2 separate regions of the Athene noctua genome follow, and region 2 is linked to region 1. Evidence: chromatin contacts called from public Hi-C data. All regions are on one chromosome and are shown on one strand. Each heading gives the region's core, a stretch centred on a gene start, on an enhancer-like site or on the middle of the called end of the contact. The rest is flanking DNA. Distances are from core to core; before and after follow the strand shown.

What was found. A called contact is a pair of places that touch in the nucleus more often than the background predicts.
Region 2: a contact with region 1 is called in a Hi-C map of liver, with 3 times the contacts expected there. The contact joins the promoter of ZNRF2 here to the promoter of RPL14 in region 1. A contact is called at or near these places in 2 of 2 Hi-C or Micro-C datasets (heart and liver).

Annotation. Positions count from the first base shown.
Region 1 is chr2:149,345,422-149,349,786 of bAthNoc1.hap1.1, forward strand. RPL14 (ribosomal protein L14) reads right to left here and starts at 2,352. Exons shown (of 6, transcript XM_074900611.1): 1 at 2,246-2,352; 2 at 1,682-1,783; 3 at 963-1,057; 4 at 136-235. The coding sequence starts at 2,248.
Region 2 is chr2:149,506,645-149,511,009 of bAthNoc1.hap1.1, forward strand. It overlaps ZNRF2 (zinc and ring finger 2), which reads right to left and starts at 2,409. Exons shown (of 5, transcript XM_074900614.1): 1 at 1,486-2,409. The coding sequence starts at 1,948.

The sequences.
Region 1 (4,365 bases), core at 1,102-3,601:
AAGCTGACTGGTAGCAACTTTTAAAAATCTATGCCTTGTTTATCTTTAATCTTAGCCTGCAATCGAAAATACAGTTTATTAGAATCCACCTGATTTTAATAAGCAGAAGCAGTTACAAAGTGAAAAACTTTGTACCTTTTCTCGGGCTTCAATCTTCTTTGCCCATCTTGTTGCTGCCCATTTTTGATTTATATTTTCCTTCTCCCAGGCAAGTCGCACACATTTCTGACGAGCGCTGCATTAGAACAGTCATAAAATTATATTCAGAGTCTTTATAAAAATAAAGGTTCTCTCTGATGCTGGCCCACCAAATTTCCTACAAGGGAAGATCACCTTTCTACATTACTTCAGATACTTAAAGTCAATGCCAGATACATCTATGTGGCCTAATTAACATTTTGTTTTGTAAATGCTTTGCTAATGGATGCTTGATGGATGAACAACTCCAAGAGGCATACTCATGTGCTATTCCTAACACCGCTTCAGAATCAGAAAGACAGCAATTTTTGTTTCTAAACTGCAGAAACTTAATATAGTAACTAAGCTAAGAAGAACAGAATGTGTTCAGCCTCCTACAATTCCAGTGTAGTTCTACAGACAGGGAAATTATTTCATGTCTGAAGGTGACTTACACAGTAGCAGAATCAAAGCTGCAAGGTATTTACTGTAACTGCTTCCCCCCACACCATCCACTCCACAAGTATCTGCAAGTTGCCCAGGCCAGTGTGCTATTTCCTTTGTTCCCAAAGAGCAGTCATCAGCCAATACTGGCCATGAAAACTTCAACGTATTCAAGTCTGCTAACAGTCTACCAAACTTGTACTGTGCACATGTATTAAATTAACCCATTGACTTAATGTCATATGAACATTTTAGATTTAGTGAGCATCAGATCACATAGTTCAGTCATTAGGTGGCAGCATGGAATTTTTATACAGGTCAAAAAAATGCCAACAGCTCACCTGTGTGGGAACTTGAGAACAAAGTCAGTCAGCTGCATGCACTTGAAGGGCATAGCCTGCCTTCTGACACCACTGCAGGGGCCATCAACTAGTGCCTGAAAAACAAATGGGGGGGGTTGTAGCAGTTTTCCCATCACACCTGATTTAGACAGCAGCTTCCTAATAACATATGAACGGTATCTTGACAATAACAGTTCAAAATTGAAATAAATGTTATGCTGACAAAACCCAATATTGTTAAGTCTTGAAAATACAATCTAAGCTTTACAGAAAGAATTTTAAAGGTTCATCTTCATCTTTGGAAAAAAAACAAACAACTTTAAAAAAAGCACACAGAACTAAGATGACATACTAGTTCATCTTTTTTTTTTTTTTTTCCCAGCTTTTTCAGGAACATTAAGTGAAAAGAGTTCCCTAGCCCAAACATTTGTTTTAAACATACATTAATTCCATTCCACTCCACCTGACTTCACTTGTCCACTTCTATTCTTAGGAAACATAGCAGAGAAGGGAATATATAACTTGGCAGTGAAAAACGCTTACTACTGAAAATCTCAAATACAAGTGCCATTAAATTCCATCTTTTTGTCAGTTGCTTATTTCTTTGAAAAAAATCTGTTCACAGAAAATTTCCTGTAAAATAAATACACTCCGTCTTAGTTTACAAGCTTCTATTAAGGCAGAAAGTAGAAAATAAAAGTAAAGCACTCATAGCTTACTCTATTTTGGTCAATAACATCCACAATGGCCACCAGCTTGCCAGCATGTGGCCCAAAGGAAATAAAAGCAACTCTGCCAATCTCGACGAAGCGTTTGAACACCTGGGAACAACAAAAATTGACAGGAGTTAGGCGCGAATGTACTTAAGGCCATTGCTAGATTCAAGGCTCTCACAGCCTTTGAAGCAGCTCCCCAAGCATTCGAACTGCACAAACTCCCCTGGCGTAAGGAAAGGGCCCACGGTAACGCCCTTAACTACTTTTTGCCGGCCCTGGCCCCGCGTGGAGGCCGCGGCAGGCGGAGGAAGAGACGCCGTGGAGGAGCAGGGAGCCCCGCGGGCCGCCAGGCGCCAGGGCCGGACACGCCGGCTCCGGCCATACCAGGCGTTGCCTCCGAACGCGGCCCTGCCCGACCGCCAGCCGCGCCCGCCCAAGGGTCCCAGCCCAGCACGGGCGAGACGGCCGCCGTCCTGTCCCCTCTCTCCCCTCCCCAGACCCCGGCGGGAGGGCACAGGCAGACCGCCGGCTCGCCAGGCCGCGGAGGCCGCGGCCGCCCGCACGTACCATGATGGCGGCCCGCGAGCAGAAAGGGAGAGGCAGCGCCGGCGGTGGCCGGAAACCGCCTCCGAGCCGCGACTGCGCATGCGCGTTGCGCCTTGCCGCCGCGGCGTGCCCAGTACGCATGCGCCGCACGGGGCGCGCGGGCCTGTTGCGGGCGGGGCGCGCGGCCTGGGCGGGGGGAAGCGTGGCGGCCGTGGGCTCCGCCGCGCGCATGCGCAGTCGCCGTGGAGTGCCTGGTGGGAGGGAAGGGCCTGGCGGGGACCGGGGCTGGTCCCGCTCTGTCCCCTCAGCCCCCTGCTGCTACTCCCGAGCGCGGGAGGATAGCCTCGGTGCTGCGGGGCGCGGGCGAGAGAGCGGCTTTGGCGGCAGCCCCCGGGCGGGAGAACGCCGGAGGGGACGGCACATGCGGAGGCCGGGGCCGTCCTGTGGCCAAGCTGGCGAGCTGCTCCTGTTTGAGCTCAGGGGAGGGCTGGCAGGGCACAGCCAACACGCTCAGAGACAACTTATTAAAAGTTATCCCTCTCTTGGGGAGGCAGAACGTTTTAATGGGGCTGTGAGTGAAAAATACACCAGGATGGTGCGTGGGTTTTCCTGTCAGTGCAGAACTGGCCCCAAATTTGAAAGCCTCTTGGCAGTACTTGGGATACAACAGAACAAACACAAAACAGGCTTGGGAAGGAGACAGGAGCGGTACACATTAAGAACAAATGGTACAAGAGGGTAAACCAGCGTTATAATTAAGCTAGTAGGTGATGCCACCTGATGGTGAAAAGTTGGTTTAAAAACAACCAAAAGGAGCATTTAATTGACTGCATTACACTCGCCGCAGTACGGAGGGACAGGCAGCACTCCATGCAGAAGTCAAGCGTCAGGCCTGTGCTGTTAATGGCGAGTTGGTCCCTCTTGCGTGTAGCAGAAGGCACCGTGCCAGGACCAGTGTCACAGAAGCACGTGGGTGCTGCCAGAAGAATCTGCCCGCTCTGTTCTTGGGCCGTGTTCTCTCCAAGCTCCAGGGGCAAGTGCAGGACAGTGCTGATTTTATTACTCAGTACCTATCCCCACATGAATGGTGTTTCCTAGAGAGCAAAGATGCAGCAGGAGCTCTGCAGTGCGTACAGGATGGACCTTTCCAGCCCCAAGCTGAGCTGCAGAGAAGCTGTGCCAGGTGGAGAGATGTTCCACTGCACAACTGGCTCAAGAGCAGCCTCGCAGCTCTGCCAGAGCTTCCTGCAGCCCTCGCTGCCAAGCAGCGCTGCTGCCAATGGAAGGCAGGCAGTTAGTTAGGGGCCCTGTGGACCATTGGGGCACGACAGAAAAGCTCCATGGGTGGCTTTGATGGACACATGTCAGGATATTGACACAGGTGCAGATCATGTTTTGCAGGATTTTTCACTCCTAAACATCAGCCAAAACATCTGCTATGAAGAGAAGAGCTTTGAGGGTAGCAAAGCGTAAGCAAGGCGTGCTGCTGAGCTCTGCTGGAACACAGCTCTGACCTGTCTGACCTTGTCTGGCTCGTCTGTCAACAGTAGAATGAAACATCCCAACTTAGCTGCCTAAAGCAGAGTGGTTGTTGTTTGGCCAGTTTTGCTTTTATAATATAAGAGAGCAAGTAAAAAATGCACTTAAGCAATTTTAAATGGTGCAGATATTTTATGCAAAGTGCCTAGGGAATGGATCATTAAAATGTTAATGAGCACTTGACTCCCTTGGGTATTTTGGAAAATCCTATCCAGAATACCATTATAGCAATATTGTTAACTGTTCTTTACAACAGTAATATAGTAATACATATATTAAACAAGTCATTTTTAAACAACATGTTCTAGGAAGTCAGTAGAAGATGAAGACTTTCTGATTCTTCCATTTTGCAGTGATTCTGAAAAGCAGTATTTTTCATTTTCTTCATTTGATCTAACATTACTCTCCAGTATTACTTAAGAGGAAGGAAGGGAAGTTACCTAAAATCTTGCCTTTGCATGTTTAATGGCAGAGATACTCAAATGTCACTTGTGACTGCATTGATGACTGAGTTCTATGTAACTATAACTTGCACACATGCATTTCTGCATCTGTCAATATCATAAATGACTGGAAGAGGCATCACAAAACACACCAAGTTT
Region 2 (4,365 bases), core at 1,159-3,658, 160 kb after region 1:
TCTTCCCCCACAAGTCACTAAGAGAAACACATGCATCTTCTTCCCCCACAAGCTACCGTGGTGGTATAATGAGCATCCCTGCAACAAAGCAATCCTATTGAGCGGTTTGGTACTCTGAGAATAGTTATGTTTTCTTTCTGAAGGGCCAATATTCCTTTATTATAAAAAGGTTTGACAGCTTTCTGTTAATGTTCAAGCACTGCACTGGAAGGAGGCAGTTTTAGAAGTGGAAGTAACAGCAGCTATGCTGTCTTCAGGTCAACACATTGGTGGCAAGCCAAGTGACGGAAACCTTGCGCACCCTGCGAGGGTCGGACTGAAGAAACTCTGCTTTGGCTAAAACCAGGCTGCATTACCGAAAATAAGAAACCCAAGCCCGCTACAAGTAGTATGGATTAACTAGAATACAGAAACATAGGAATTTTACATTAGCCGCCTCCTTCCTAAAAGGAATCGTTTGGGGAAGTTGGTTAGTATTTAGACAGGTTATAATACACATGTATATTAGAATTACAAAGATAATTAATCCACCAAAAAAGTCACCTTGCACCTTAATGTTTGACTTACTCGGCCGACGACCTTTAGAATAAGCAGTACCGAAGGCAGTCAGCAACTCTGACAGCGGTTGGCAGCTTACGGGCAGATTTTTAAGGTAAAGAACGCAGGCAGTAAAATGCAAGTCCTACACCAGCCCTATTCATCTCAGTATCACGGGAGAGACAATAGACGATGACAACTTGCTCCACGTTTAATATGTCTCTTAAAGGGCCTCAGCTTCTCAGTTAAGTCAGAGTTCAGCTGAGTGTTTCTCCTGCCTCCAGAGCACATGCGGCCGTCCTCAAGGCTGTAGGGTGCCGGCGCTGCAAGGCTGCGCCTCCGCGGCACAGCCAGCTATCCGGCTCGGCTCGGCTCTTGGGGGGGAAACACGCAAAGAAACTTACTTTAACTTCTCTTTTTTCTTAATCGACTTTCAGACCCGAGAACTCGGAAAGAGGAACAAGCAACAGCCACGTGTTAATCAGTACTTAAAGAGGGGTTTGGTGCCATTTTAGAATAAACTGCGGAGACACATGATCCAATTAAATTCTAATTATGTAAGTAGCAGGCAAGAGTATTTACACAGGCACTGATTACAGCTATTACAGTCTAAAGTCGCGGCCGGAGAGGCTCCGCTTCCTCTTCGCCGTCCCGAGCGCACCGCCGCGGGGTTCGTTTCATTTTTAACCTCCCCCCTTCGCAGCTCTCGTGACAAACAATGGGAGACGCTCCCCCGAAAAGCCCGTCTCCAAGCCGTGCCACCCCCACCCCTCCGGCCGGCTCAAGCCTGGCAGAGCCGCCGCTCTCCCCCAAGCCACGACTCATTTGCCCGTCCCGCCTCGGGGCCGGGGAAGGTCCCCACGCTCCCCCGCCCCCCCGATGCCCAGCCCGGCCGAGCCCCCAGCCCCGCCGCGGCGGGAGAGGCGGCTCAGCGCCCCCGGCCCTTACCTCCGAACAGGTGCGGCGAGAGGTGAGCGGGCAGCGAGCCGATCACCAGCCGGGGCCCGCCGGAGGAGCCCCCGCCGCCGCCGCCCCCCGCCGGCCGCTCCCGGCCGCCCTCCTCCGGGGTGCTGCTGACCGAGTCCTGCGAGCCGTAGGGGCCGCTGCTGTGGGGGATGTTGAAGGCGGACTGCGCGGCCCGGGCCCCGGAGGCGGTGGCCCCCCCTAAGGACCTGCTCCGGGTTGCCGACCCCGCGGCCGCCGCCGCTCCGCCGCCCGCCGTCGCGCCTCCGGGAGCGGCGTGAGGAGGCGCCGCCGCCAGGTGCGCGTACCGCCCGCCAGCGCCGGCCGAGCGCCCGCCGGTCCCGTTAGCGCCGCCGCTGCTGCTGCTGCTGGAGGAAGGTAAATCCCCGCCCGAGTACGCCCGGGTGCGGCCATTGGCGGCGGTGGGGCTACTCTGCTTCGCGCCCATGGTCCCGCCGCCGCCTCCTCCTGGCGCTGCCCGGTGCCCTTCGCCGTCGCCTTCCCCGCGGCGCCCGGGGCTGGTGGTGGGAGTCCGGCCGCGGCGGGGGCGATCCGAGGGGCGAGTCGCGCCGGGGAGCGGGGGGGTAGGGGGGGGAGGGCGCGCCGGGGGAGGGGAACGGGTCGCTCGGTGGGTCGGTGCCGAGAGGGGAGAAGCCGCCCGCCGGGATCCGGCTCAGCTGGCGGCCCCGGGGCGGCCGCTGCTGGCGGGTCTGGGGCGCCACCATGAGCTGCTCGGGACGGTGCTGGCTCCCGCCGCGCGGCCGCTCGGCCCCGCCACCGCTGCTGCTGCTGCGCCCGCCGCCGCCGCCGGCACCGCCGCCGCCATCCTCCTCCTCCTCCTCCGCCGAGCCCTGTGGGGGGCAACGGCGGCAGCAGCGCCGCCGAGGCCGCTCGGTCGCCCGCGGCGCGCCGTGCCTGTGCCGGGGGAGGCGGGAGGGGGCGGTCACCCCGGCGCAGCCGCTCCTCTACCGTGTCGCCATACTGGGGGCGGCACCAGCGGGCGGGATGGGGAGCGGTTACGGCGGTAGGAGCCGCCGCCTCTCCTTCCTTCTCCCCCCCACCCCCCCGCCCGGCGAGGGACCGGCCCCCGGCGGCGCGACGGCCCAGGCCCGACGCCTCGCCTGGCCTCGCTCCGCCGCCTGCCCCTCTCCTCCCGCAAGGTGCGGGGCGGCGCCGGGCGAGGCCGCCCCGGGGCCGCTCCCCTCGGAAGGGCGATCCCCGAGACCGGTCTGAGGCGGGAACCCGCCAGGACACGCAGACGCGCAGACAGACGCACACCCCGAGCGGGGCGGGATGAACGCCGCGGGGTGCTGGAGCGGCCGCCCCGACGGGGAAGGAGGAAAAAGCCAAAGTGCCGCCGGCGGCTGCGGGTCGGGCGCGGCGGCGGCCGCGCCGCCTCCCCCCCCTTCCCGCCGGGGCCGCGCTCGGTGTCGAGCCCCGCAGGTGAAGGGCGGCCGGTGCCTCCTGCCGCGCCGCTTCCCGGTGCGCCGCGGCAGCTGGGCCGAGCGGCCGGGTGCCCGGGCCCCGGCTGAGCGGCGAAGGGCCCGGCCCGCCGCTCCCCGAGCCTGGGCTTGGCGGGGTAAGGGGCCGCTTTCCCGGGTGGGGGCCTCCCAGCGCGGGCGGCTTGCGGGGAGAAGCTGGAATGCGAAGGGTGGAAATCTCCTACATCTTTGTTTCACAGGCGGTAAGGAAAATCCTGTAGACCTCAGGCTCTAACTCTGAAGAAAAACTCCCGTTATTGTTGATGAGATTGACTAACAGCCAGAAGGGTTGGCCCTGTGAATTACACCGATGTGGATAACGGGCTCGGTTTGCTCATGGCAAAACCATCAGAGACATAAAATTAGTTTGCTCTTTAAGGGTACGTGATCTTGGATGTCATGTACGTTGCATTTGTATGAACGTGATTCCTACAATCGGTCATCCAAGGTAAACTGTTTGTTTTTACGGGTTACCATCTGCTCTAAAATAAAGTACGTGACCGTGAAGCAGCGCTGTGCACCGTCGCGGGACTCTGTCACACCATCTAGGGAGGGATTCCAACTACGTTCATGCCTGTGTTGCAATGGCATAGTACCCAGGCTAGTTTACAATTAATACAATAAACCAGGTCAAAATCTTAACACCCAAAGTGTTGTGTAACCTACCGTACATGTTATGTGCATGTAATTATTACATGTACATTACTATATGTATTATGTATATATAATGTACAAGTGTAACATACATAAGATGTACACGTATGGTGTCTCTGCTCACCCTCAGATGTGAAGAGGTTCAAAGGCCTCCCTTTCCCCCTCCTTTTGCCATCTCCATTACAACTGCGTGCAATTGCTTTCTGGCATCAGTGCAGCTCACAGTTCAATGTGCAAGAAGCGGTACCATAGCTGGGGCTGGCAGAGGAGGCTACCAGCCCTAACTCGTCGTTCTGACACCATTTTTCTGGACAGCTGAGACATTCTGAACCTCATTTAGAGAAGGATGCTGTAAACCATGGCTGGCCTCAGTGAGAGGCAGTGATTCCACAGCTGTCTCACAAACAGCTTGGTCTTTTGTGTGCTGGGTGCTGGGCAGACAGCTGTGGTCGATAATGTGTCGTCCCAAGCTATGCCATCTCCACTTGTGAATTCTGAGCTGCAGTTTTTGCTACCAGTGGTAGATACCCCAAGGTGGATCAAGCATGAGGACTTTCTAGTTCGGTTTCCTACAGAAAAAAAAACAGTGTGAATATGCTCTCTGCTCTACCACCAGTTGCTTTTGAAACCCTTGACCAGCTTCAGCCAAATCTCTCAGAGACTCTAACAGTATAGAAAATAAGTAGTTATGTAGGAAATTGAGATCCTATTAATGTTCCCACAGAAGGGA